2 separate regions of the Pan troglodytes genome follow, and region 2 is linked to region 1. Evidence: chromatin contacts called from public HiChIP or PLAC-seq data. All regions are on one chromosome and are shown on one strand. The core of a region is the stretch at or near the end of the contact, and the rest is flanking DNA. Distances in the headings are between cores, read along the strand shown. Region 1 holds the start of PPWD1 (peptidylprolyl isomerase domain and WD repeat containing 1). Region 2 holds the start of CWC27 (CWC27 spliceosome associated cyclophilin).

The links. HiChIP or PLAC-seq counts read pairs in DNA pulled down with a chosen protein or histone mark.
Region 2: a contact with region 1 is called in an H3K4me3 HiChIP or PLAC-seq map of stem cell-derived excitatory neurons, with 3 times the contacts expected there. The contact joins the promoter of CWC27 here to the promoter of PPWD1 in region 1. A contact is called at or near these places in 1 of 1 datasets of contacts at active chromatin or transcription factors (stem cell-derived excitatory neurons) and 1 of 1 other capture datasets (stem cell-derived neural stem cells).

Annotation. Positions count from the first base shown.
Region 1 is chr4:49,073,872-49,079,027 of NHGRI_mPanTro3-v2.0_pri, forward strand. PPWD1 (peptidylprolyl isomerase domain and WD repeat containing 1) reads right to left here and starts at 1,885. Exons shown (of 12, transcript XM_001164029.7): 1 at 1,652-1,885; 2 at 1,319-1,355. The coding sequence starts at 1,720. CENPK (centromere protein K) reads left to right here and starts at 1,827. Exons shown (of 11, transcript XM_063811197.1): 1 at 1,827-2,060; 2 at 3,590-3,691.
Region 2 is chr4:49,870,456-49,875,638 of NHGRI_mPanTro3-v2.0_pri, forward strand. It overlaps CWC27 (CWC27 spliceosome associated cyclophilin), which reads right to left and starts at 2,813. Exons shown (of 14, transcript XM_517739.8): 1 at 2,313-2,813. The coding sequence starts at 2,354. SREK1IP1 (SREK1 interacting protein 1) reads left to right here and starts at 2,850. Exons shown (of 5, transcript XM_001165048.8): 1 at 2,850-2,988. The coding sequence starts at 2,976.

The sequences.
Region 1 (5,156 bases), core at 635-3,134:
TAGAAACTGCGGCAAGTGCCATAAATAAAATGGTTACTATGGAAACATTTAATAAGAGGACCAGGAAGTAAAAATGATAATGCACTGTAAGGGTGTCAATATACAACGTTCAAAAAAACAGCTTCTTCAAAATTTGGATACATAAAATTTGAAGGCTACCTGTAAATTCAGTATTGATAGATAACTACCTCAGAGTTATGATCAAAGTGCTTCAGAAATCCAGTCCAGACTGGAGAAGTCACAGGCTTCCCAGAGAAGATGATAGCTAAGTGCTAAAGGTTGACCAAAAGTCAGTTCAGTGGAAGAGTTGAGGGAAATTATTCCCGGTAGAAACACCATATCTGGGTAGGAATCCAGAGGGAAAAAAAGTACAAGACCGATTCTCGAGTGATTTTAGAATGGTGGAGTACAAAGTAAGGGGTTGGGAGAGCAAGATAATGGAAGATGCACTAAGAAGGTAAGGAGAGATCACATCATAAAGGGCTTTATATGCCATGTGAGGGAGTTTGGGCTTTAATGAAAATAATGAGCTGGGCGCCGTGGCTCATGCCTGTAATCCCAGCACTTTGAGAGGCCGAGGCAGGCAGATTACGAGGTCAAGAAATCAAGACCATCCTGGCCAACATGGTGAAACCCCGTCCCTACTAAAAATACAAAAATTAGCTGGGCGTGCGGGCGTGCGCCTGTAGCCCCAGCTACTCGGGAGGCTGAGGCAGAAGAATCGCTTGAACCCCGGAGACGGAGGTTGCGGTGAGCCGAGATAGCGCCACTGCATGCGCTCCAGCCTGGGCGACAGAGCGAGACTCCGTCTCAAAAAAAAAAAAAAAAAAAAAGAGAGAGAGAGAGAAAATAATGACAAATCATTGAAGTTTTTTAAGGGAAAGTGCTAAAGTACGATTTGAGCTTAGACCACATTTAAAATGTCTTAAATACTTAAGGAAAACATTTCACAGAAAAACAAGATAACAAAACAACAAAGACAAGAAAACTTAATCTACCCCTTTTCCCACCCCTTTTATTTGATAATAATTTGTGATTATTCCTCGTTAGTGACAAAATGCCTCAGCCCATCGTATCAAGAGCGTGATTTCAAAACCACAGACTTCGGGTTTTGGATGAAAACAAATCTGTGATCTAGGAAGCTTACGTCACTTTCCCTAGATGCGAAATTTTATTAGTGGAAGTGTCAGAGTTGAAATTATCTTTACCTACCATGATTCGAAATAAGCACCGCCTTCCTCTCGCGCCCCAACACATTAATACATTAACACCACTCCTGAACTAAAGCCTTAAAGAGAACTGGTACCCTTTTGCATACCTAAATAAGAGTTCGAAATTCCAACTTCATGTGGCTGCTGTGGGGAGTAAATGAGAGGAGCCAAACACATAAGAATAGGAAAATGTTAGTTTTAGCATCTGTCATAACAAATCAATGATCAAAAGTGTTAGATATTATCAAAAAGACGTTGTACTACGCTTAAATCACTATTTCGTTAAGACATGCAAGTATGGAGTAGCCAGAAGTGAGAGGACGGCCCTCTGTTCTGAGGGCACAAAACTCCACACATCATCCCTCTTCGGATCTGGCTTGAACCCTCCTACTCAGCGGACGCAGCACTCCAATTCGTCCCGGTACTATGTCTGCAGCTACCTTTCCTCTTCTTGGCCAGTGTTGCCTCCACAGGTAAAGGTCCAACCCAGCGCTCTTCGTTCTCCTCATCGTTCTCCTGGGACACCGCCACTGCTACTGCCAGCTCTCTTTCGCTGAGTTCTGTTTTTTCCGGTTCCTCCGGGTCCCGGCGCCTTCTACGTCTCTGCTGAAAATCGCTACCACTTTCCGCCGCCATGTTGTTCGCATCGTCAGAAAAGGCGCGACACAAAACTCAGCTACAAATCCCAAAGCAGCGGCGCAGTCTTCTGTCAGCGTCCGAGCGAGTTTCGGGATTGGCTGGGGTGGGAATGAACACATCCAATGGGCATGCAGCGCGCGCAGAAGTCCGGGGCTGGCAAGCGCTTCCTGCGCAGCGCCTAGGCGACCTGGAGTTTGTGAAGCTGTGATGGTAAGACCTGGGCCGGGGATGTTGATATAACGGTTGAATCTTGTGGAGCTCCAGTCCTGAAGGTGAAACCCTTATCGCCGGCCAATTAGATACCTGACTTCCCAGCCGGGCTTTGAGTCCCGTTCTTCTCGGCTTCCCGCGCGCCAACGCAAGCTCCATAACCTCACCAATATTTAGAGAAAGACGGAAGGGTGGGGACAGAAGGAAGTGGTTAACTCGCGGGTTTCCTTTCAGATGCACTAAACATGTTTTCTCTCCTGACCTTTATTCTTTCACACACTCACTGAAGAAGGTGGTGAGTGCTTGTTACTGTTTCTGGGGGTGGGGTGGAGAAGCAGCTACTTCAAATAACCAAAAGACCTAGGGCAGAACGGGTCACCCTTCTTTCTTCTCTCTGGTATAGGATTTCATCTCCTAGCAGTCATCTGAACTCTTTCTCCTCCTCCTCATCTGTCTTCTTCATTTTTAAAAAATTAGGTAAAAAGCACATAACATAAAATGTATTATCTTAATCTCTTTTTTAAAAAATCAAATACAGCTTGTCAAAATGACCTCCGTAAAACACTTCTTTTTTTTCTCTGCAATTACTTTTGCACCAACCTAATAAAATCCTCGTCGTAAATCTCTTCTCTACTTTTGCCTTGAGATAGGCACCACGTACAGGGAAGGAACTGCCCCCCCATAGTAGGCACTTTATTTTATTTCAAAGGTTCCCATTATTTGACCATTCTACCTAGCAAGTCTCATTTCTTCTCTGCCCTCTGCTCTCATCAGGCTACTTTCTTTTGTGTCTCACAAATTTCCCCTGTTCGTTCTTGCCTCCTACTCTTATGTTTTTATGCTTGAAAGCATCTCCACAGCGATTTAGCCTTCATGTTTACAGCTTCTCATCTTTCAGAGACCATGGCAATAATGAGGATGAAGATGATAATGATAATGATAATAATAATGTAGCTAGTTAACATTTATTAAGCATTATTATGGACTAATTCCTTCCGGGTTGGTTTTTCTAACCTTCCCTATCCTGAATTCCGATAGTACTTGCAGGTAGTGTTGTATACTTTACCATTTCATAGCACTTCTGACTACCTGAAATTATATCATGTATTTAGTTATCCATTCATTTATATTGTCTGCATGAGAATGGAAGCTCTACAAGTACAAAGACTTTTTCATCTACACAGCTAAAGCCAGTGTCTGACCAATGGCACACATTAACATATTTGTTGAATAAATGAATGTATTTTAGAATTATGTGGGTATTTTTTGCTTATTTCATGTATATTAATCTTTTCCCAATTAATAGTGCGAGTTTCTTTAAGTATAGTATTATCCCTAAATAAAGAGATGCTGTTTTTCTTCAATAAATGATTAAGTATTGTAGTCCTAACTGGGGACCTCAAAAAGTTCACTTGTTCCCTTTCCAGGAAGATAGGTTTAAGGATACAAAATGTGGGAAAGGGAAAAGTTCAACTCTTAAGTGTGTGTGTGTGTGTTTTAATTAAACAACTGAAATTTATTTCTCACAGGTCTAGAGGCTGGAGATTCAAGATCTGGGTGCCATCATTTTCTGGTTCTGTTGATGACCCTCTTCCAGGTTACATACAGCTTTCATCTTGCATCCTCAAGTGGTAGAGAGCAAACTCTTAAATGTTTCTATATGTTTTTATTCTACTGCCACATTAAATCGCCAAGCCAGATAATTTGTTGAATATTTATCCCTCACCCTCCGCCCCCACCACATGTGCAGAGTTTTGCATTACTTTTGCATATTGATAATGTATTTTAGTGGTCAGTAAAGAAATATTTGTTTGACTTTTTCGCTTAAAAATATTCTAAAATTCATGATGACTGACTTTGGCTTTGTGAACTTAAACTGTATCTTATGGGTATAGCAGGTGAGATTTTCAGCCTTCTACTAGTTGACATTCAGATTGTTAATAGCTAACACTGATAAAGCTCTTTATATGCTAGCTACAGTGCTTATATATATATGTATATATACTCATTTAATTGTCATAACCCTAGGGAGTATTTAATATTATCTTCATTTTATAGGAAAGGAAACTGAGGCATAGAAAGTTTAAGTGACTTGCCCAAGTCTCATAGCTTTTAAATATCAAAACAGATTTAAACCTGTATAGTCTGGTTGCAGAGTTCATACCTTTAAAGTTTTTTTTTCTCTAAGTAATGTGCCAGTAAACATAATTGTATAGACTTATGCAGACATATCTATCTTTAGGATTATTCCTAAGAATAGAACTTCTGGGTCACAAGAAATGCATGTAAAATTTTGATGGATATTATCATACAAAGTGATTGTTCCACCAACAGTGCAAGCCTCTTATTTCACATGCTTGCCAGTATTATCTCTTACCAATTTTACATTATTGCCATTCTGAATGAAAATTAATGCTTGTTTAATTTGGATTTTCATAAATTATATATGAGCTTATGAATGTACTTTTTCTGTATTTAAAAGGTATTTGTTTTTTCTTTGAATTCCTCATTTGTGTTCTTTGCCAGTTTCTATTGAATTGTTTTTGTTGTTTACCTTTTTATTGTAAAAATGCAGACACAAAATAAACGTAAAGTTTACTAATTATTATGAGGTGAACACCCTTACCATCATGCTAGTCAAAAAATAAAACTTTGATAATTACCTCAGAAATCTCTCCATTTGGCCCATCCCAGCCACAACCCTTTTCCCCCTTCCACTCTTCCTCCAAAGTAATTGGTAACCTGACTTTTTTGGTAATCTTTTTTAAATTTTTTTTAATGGTGAGTTGTTTGGTTTCTTCTTATGAATTTGTAGGCACTTGTTATATATTAAGGAAACTAGGTCTTGGGTTGCCATATATATTACAAGTATTTCTCCTAGGTTTGGGGGTTTTAAATTTTAACTTTGTTGATGAGATGTTTGTCCATGCAGAATTTAAAAAAAAAAATTTTGGTGTAAAGATTTTACTTAGTTTTGCTTAGAAAGGTGTTTCCTAATCTAAGATTTTAAAAGTTTCTGTGTTTTCATCCTATTTTTTTGTGATTTCTATTTTGGGTTTTTTGAGGGAGTGAGGAATGACGTAAAGATTCAGGTAT
Region 2 (5,183 bases), core at 1,563-4,062, 800 kb after region 1:
TCAAGTACTACATTTCTTTGCCTCATCTTCAGGGGCTAGGGTTACAGCAAAACACAGAACATTTATGGACAACCAGGGACCAAGCACTGGTATCATGTATCAATTACTTCCCAAGCTGATACTAAGTTCTTTGAAGGGAGGAATTTTGTCCCATTTACTCTGAATGTCTCTGTACCCTTTCAGCACCTAATGTACCATTAGATAGTAAAGGCAATAAACATTCATTGAACAGACTTATTACATTTGCTTCAAATTCTTCACAGACCAAATTTTTGTCCACACTCTTAACCTTACAGAACTTAGAAGCTTTAATATCTTTGATGAGCCTTATGCTGGAAAAAGTCCCAAGCTGTTTTTGGATGAAAACTTGGGCCCTTATGTTATCATTCAGCCTATTTCTGTTCAGAAGATAGTATTTATCACATTTTGTAATTAAACATTTATTTGCATGATTATTCAGTCAATGTATACTTCACTCAACTAACTCATGACAACTGAGTCAATGCTGTGTTTTCTTTCCATTGTCTCCCTAAAACCTAGCATAGAGCCTGGCAATTGATTTGCTCAATCATTATTTGTTGAATGAATAATCTATTCAGGAATGTATCCTTGTTAAAGCTTTTCATCTATATGACCATGTCAAATCTTCCTTTAGAATAAAGCAATTAAGTCTGTCCTTGACCAGCAGCAGTATAACCTCAAACTCACTGATACTTAATACTTCTCAAAAACTAAGAAAAATATAGTATTAATTCATCCATCCATTCATTTATTCAATACCTATCTGAACTCCTTCTATCATGTATCAAGTACTGTTCTAGATGTTTGTCTCTGCCCTTATGTTCCTTACATTCTACAGGGGGAAGGTAGGAGGAAGGATACAGTAATACTAAATAATTAATAAATACCATGGAAAAAACTAAAAAGGTTAAGGGGGCCAGAGACTGCTGGGATGCAAGGCATGATTGAAGTTTGCTATTTCATAGAAAGTAGATAAGAAAGGGCTCTTTGCTAAGGTCAACACTTGATTAGACAGAGGAACAGCAAGTGTGAAGGCCCTGTCTGGCAGGATGGTAAATCTATTCAATCTCTACCAATGTTTATTAACTGGGGGTGATATTGCCCTCAAGAAACATTTGGAAATAGGAGGAGGTAGGTATTTTGGGTTTTCACATTGATATTAAATAAGATAGGTGAGGGGTGGGATGGACATACTAATCTACAATGCCCAGGAGAAGTTCAAACAAAGAATTGAAAGAATTGGTCTGCCCATAAAATATCCATTAAATTTTTGCTGGGAATTACAGCATTTTTAGTTTCACTTTTAAATTGCTCTCATTACATTATCAAATGTCAATGAATAAAAGACTGTATAAATTATTTATGATGCAATCATGTAACAAACAGGATGGTATGTTGTGTAAATTTAGCTTATCTTAATTCAACTATATACTTCCAATCTCATTTTCTCCAATATGCTGATTCATCAAATTTCATATGTGATATAAGCTAGGTCTCAATTTAAGAATTCAGGTGACACTTATTCCACAACAGACTCTTCTGCCTTGTACAGCACACAAACATCTTGGATGGGAATTGGCATACATTAGCTATCAAATCAATCAGAGAAACCTTTCCCCATTCTAATGTGGTAATAGTCCCCATTTCCCACTTTCTCTGACTGACAGTCATCTCAGGTTTTAAAACCAGCTCAAAAGATATCTTTTCCATGAGGCTTTTCCTAACTTCCCCAGTTGTTCACTACTCAGTAACCGCCATAGCAACCTGGTCTCTTTTCCACAAGCACGCTTATCAGACATACAGGCTTTTGTTTACCTGTCTGTCTCACAAACTAAACTATAAGCTTTTCCGGGAAAACAACTACCTTACCCATCCATCTTTGTATCTCCGGCGCCTAGTACAGTGCCCAGTGCCTCGCAGGCGTTCAATTAATGATTGTAGAAGAAATGGAGAATGAATGACCTCCAAGTTAAGCAAAGAATATATCAAACTCAAAAATGTCTGTTTAAAAAGCTAAGACCCCAGAAATCGGCTGCATGAGTTGGGTTAAAGCATAAAATAGAAACGGAATGCTGGTAGGTAGAGAAATCTCCACTTGACTTCTTCAAGTACATCCTGAAAAGTACCAACATCAGTGTTTCAATGCAACATTGTCCACATGCAGGAGTAAAGACAACACTTCTCGTGGTCTCTTCCTACCACGAGATCCTGAAACCCATTCCCCACCCCAAATCCGGGAAATCTCACTTTGGGGATCCCAGGACGCCAAGTTCCCTAGATGAGGCTCTCACCTTCCCATTCGTGGGAGGCTCCTGGATGTAGATGTTGCTCATCCTGGTCAGTACAAAGGACTCTGCTCCTTATGGGGGATGAGAGCGGCCGGCCGGCCACTAAAGCTGTCCGCCTACGAGTACACTCTTCCTTAAGTCCAGTGGTGCAGGAAAGCTTCAGTTTGTCAATATCACGCAAGACAGGGACACCAAACACTACCCCTGCCCAAAGGAGCCCCTCACGGACACCGCCATGTTGTTACCGGACCCGAGCACCGCTAACCCTGAGAAGGGTTATTCCAATGTACTCCAGGGAACGAGAAAAGTCTGTAAAGTTACCATAGCTTAATGTAATTTGTATTACAATATTAGAAGGGACACTTCATAAGTGTTGGCGGTGTTTACACTACTCTCGTGTGCAGATCAAACTCAACTCCCCCTCCAAAACTATCAGTAATGGTTCGGACCATGTGTCTTCTGCAATATGACTCGTCCGGAAACTGCATCCGCATCTACTGGTTCTGCCGTCGCTAGAGGCGTACAGGCCCTTCCCGACCGTAGCGAGGGTGCTGCTGCGCTGGGGGAAGGAAAACGCCGCTTTGACTGTGCCTTGTTCTCACAGCTGGCGGGAAGCAAGCGCCTTTTCGAAAGCCAGAGGCTCGAGTTACCCCTCTTACCACCGTCATGGCAGTCCCAGGTAAGGAGCAATTACAGGGCCTCTGCGTCCGAGCTCCGAAGGGAGCGCAAGGGAGGGTAGGGTAGGGTGCGGGGTGTACGGAGCAGCGCCCATGGGGATTTAGGCGGAGGCCTTAAAATTCACAGGTTTGTTTTGTTTACATGAAAAAGTTTACACTCCAAACATAAACTCTGAAGGAAAGAAAGTAACTATCTTCCCCCCAGGAGCCAAGCCCCAGCTGCTTGGGATTACAGGGAAAGTGTATTGTGGAAGAGAGGGAGGAGGGAGAGACTGTAACTGTAGGCCTAAGGGGGCAAGCGGCCGAGAAAAACTACCTTAACTGTGGTATGGCTTAAAACTAAAACTTGAAGTGGGAACACTTGGCCGACCCAGGTAACCGGAGGCATCGTTTGTCTTAGAAGTCGCTAGGACCCACCGGGTGTGCGGGTTCTACTTCTAGCTCTTCCTGTTGTATGTAGCTGCTCCGTGGCCATAGATTGGTCGCTTTGTGCTTCTGGGCCTCAGTTTCCTTATAAAAAGAAGGAGCTTTGTTGAATTATATGTAAGATTTCTTCTAACTCTCAAATTCTATGTCCAGAAGTTACTGACCTAAAAACGGTGAACTCTGCAGAATAATTACTTAAAAGATTTTCTCGTCCTCAACTACCAGCTTACTTGGAAGTTCTAGTAGCGGAAAGCATCTCCTCAAACCGGCTTTGCCACTGCAGAACACTGATTGCAGGAGACATTTTCAGAAATACACACTTCTCCACCCCACCTCCCAACTTGGAAATTCCCAGCGCACTTTAGTAATAGAAAAGATTCTATTCTATTAGAATAGAATACTATGAATTGCTATAGAATTACTATGAACTATAGAATTACTATGGTTCAGAACCCTAACTTTGTTTAAACCTGCACTTCCCAGTATTATTTGACCAGGTTCTTTGTTCTGTGGCAGCCTTTTTGAACCTCCTTCTACAGATAGCTGTTATTGGAACACTGTGCTTTTGTACTAACTGAAGTTTGCGGAGGAGTACATCTGGAGCTGTGAGAGAGGAAATGTACACTCTTTATTAAGCCTACTGTGTGCCAGGCACTGGTACTGGGCATTGAAAATACAGTGGTGAGCAAGGTAGACATGGTTACGCTTCACACAGAACTTAGAATTTAGCAGTGAAGAGAGAGAAATTTACAGAAAGTGGGACAAGTGCCATGGCAAGGAAAATACAAGACCTTAGAAAGCACAAAGTAAGGGCACCAAACACATACAGGATGGGCAGAAGGACTTTCCAAAGGAGGTAGCACTTAGGAGGAGATCTAAATTGTAGGAGGGGTGGCTTGAAGGGAGAGGAGACTGCAGTCGGAGGAACTGGATACGTGAAGGAAGAGGAAATATGTGAAAAGAGGAAATGAAAGATGTTTTCTATGGATGGAACTCAAATACAGATGGGAGATAAGTGAGAAATTAAGTACAGAGGTAGTAGCTGTAGCTAATATTGACTAATATTTATGTGTCAAATATGTCAGAATGAAAGATGTTTTCTGTGGATAGAACTCAAATACAAATGGGAGGTAAGTGAGAAATTAAGTAGATAGTAACTGTAGCTAATATTGACTAATATTTATAAGTCAAATATGTCAGATACTATATCAAACATTGTATTCTATCTCATTTAATGTTCACAACTGCACTGTGAAATGAGTATTAATATTCCCATTTTACAGATGAGGACACTGAGGGACAAAGAAATCAAGTAATTTGCCTATTATGAGACAGCTGGAAAGCAAGAAGTCAGTCTGGTTCCTCTAGACTGTGCACTTCATTCATTTTGCCATCGTATAGGATAACTTACAAGGTAGTTTCCAGCTCTTTAAGGACCTGTAGGCCATGACAAGAGGTTTGGCATTATCCTACAGATGGCAGGAAGCCATTTAAGGATTTTAAAGCAGATTCACATTTTGGAAAGATAATTCTGGCTAGAAAGTAGATTGGAGACAAAGTTTACCAGTTAGGAGTAATTCTGGTGAGTTATGATGATGTGTGGCTGAGATGTGATCTCAATAGGTAAGGAGAGAAGTGGATAAATTGAAGATACATTTTTGGTGGTAGAGTCACTAGGAGTTGGTGATTGATTCAATGTGGGTAGGTAAAAGAGGAAATGAGGTTTACCTGGGTTTTACTGTTAAGCAATTGGGTGGGGCTGTTTACTGAC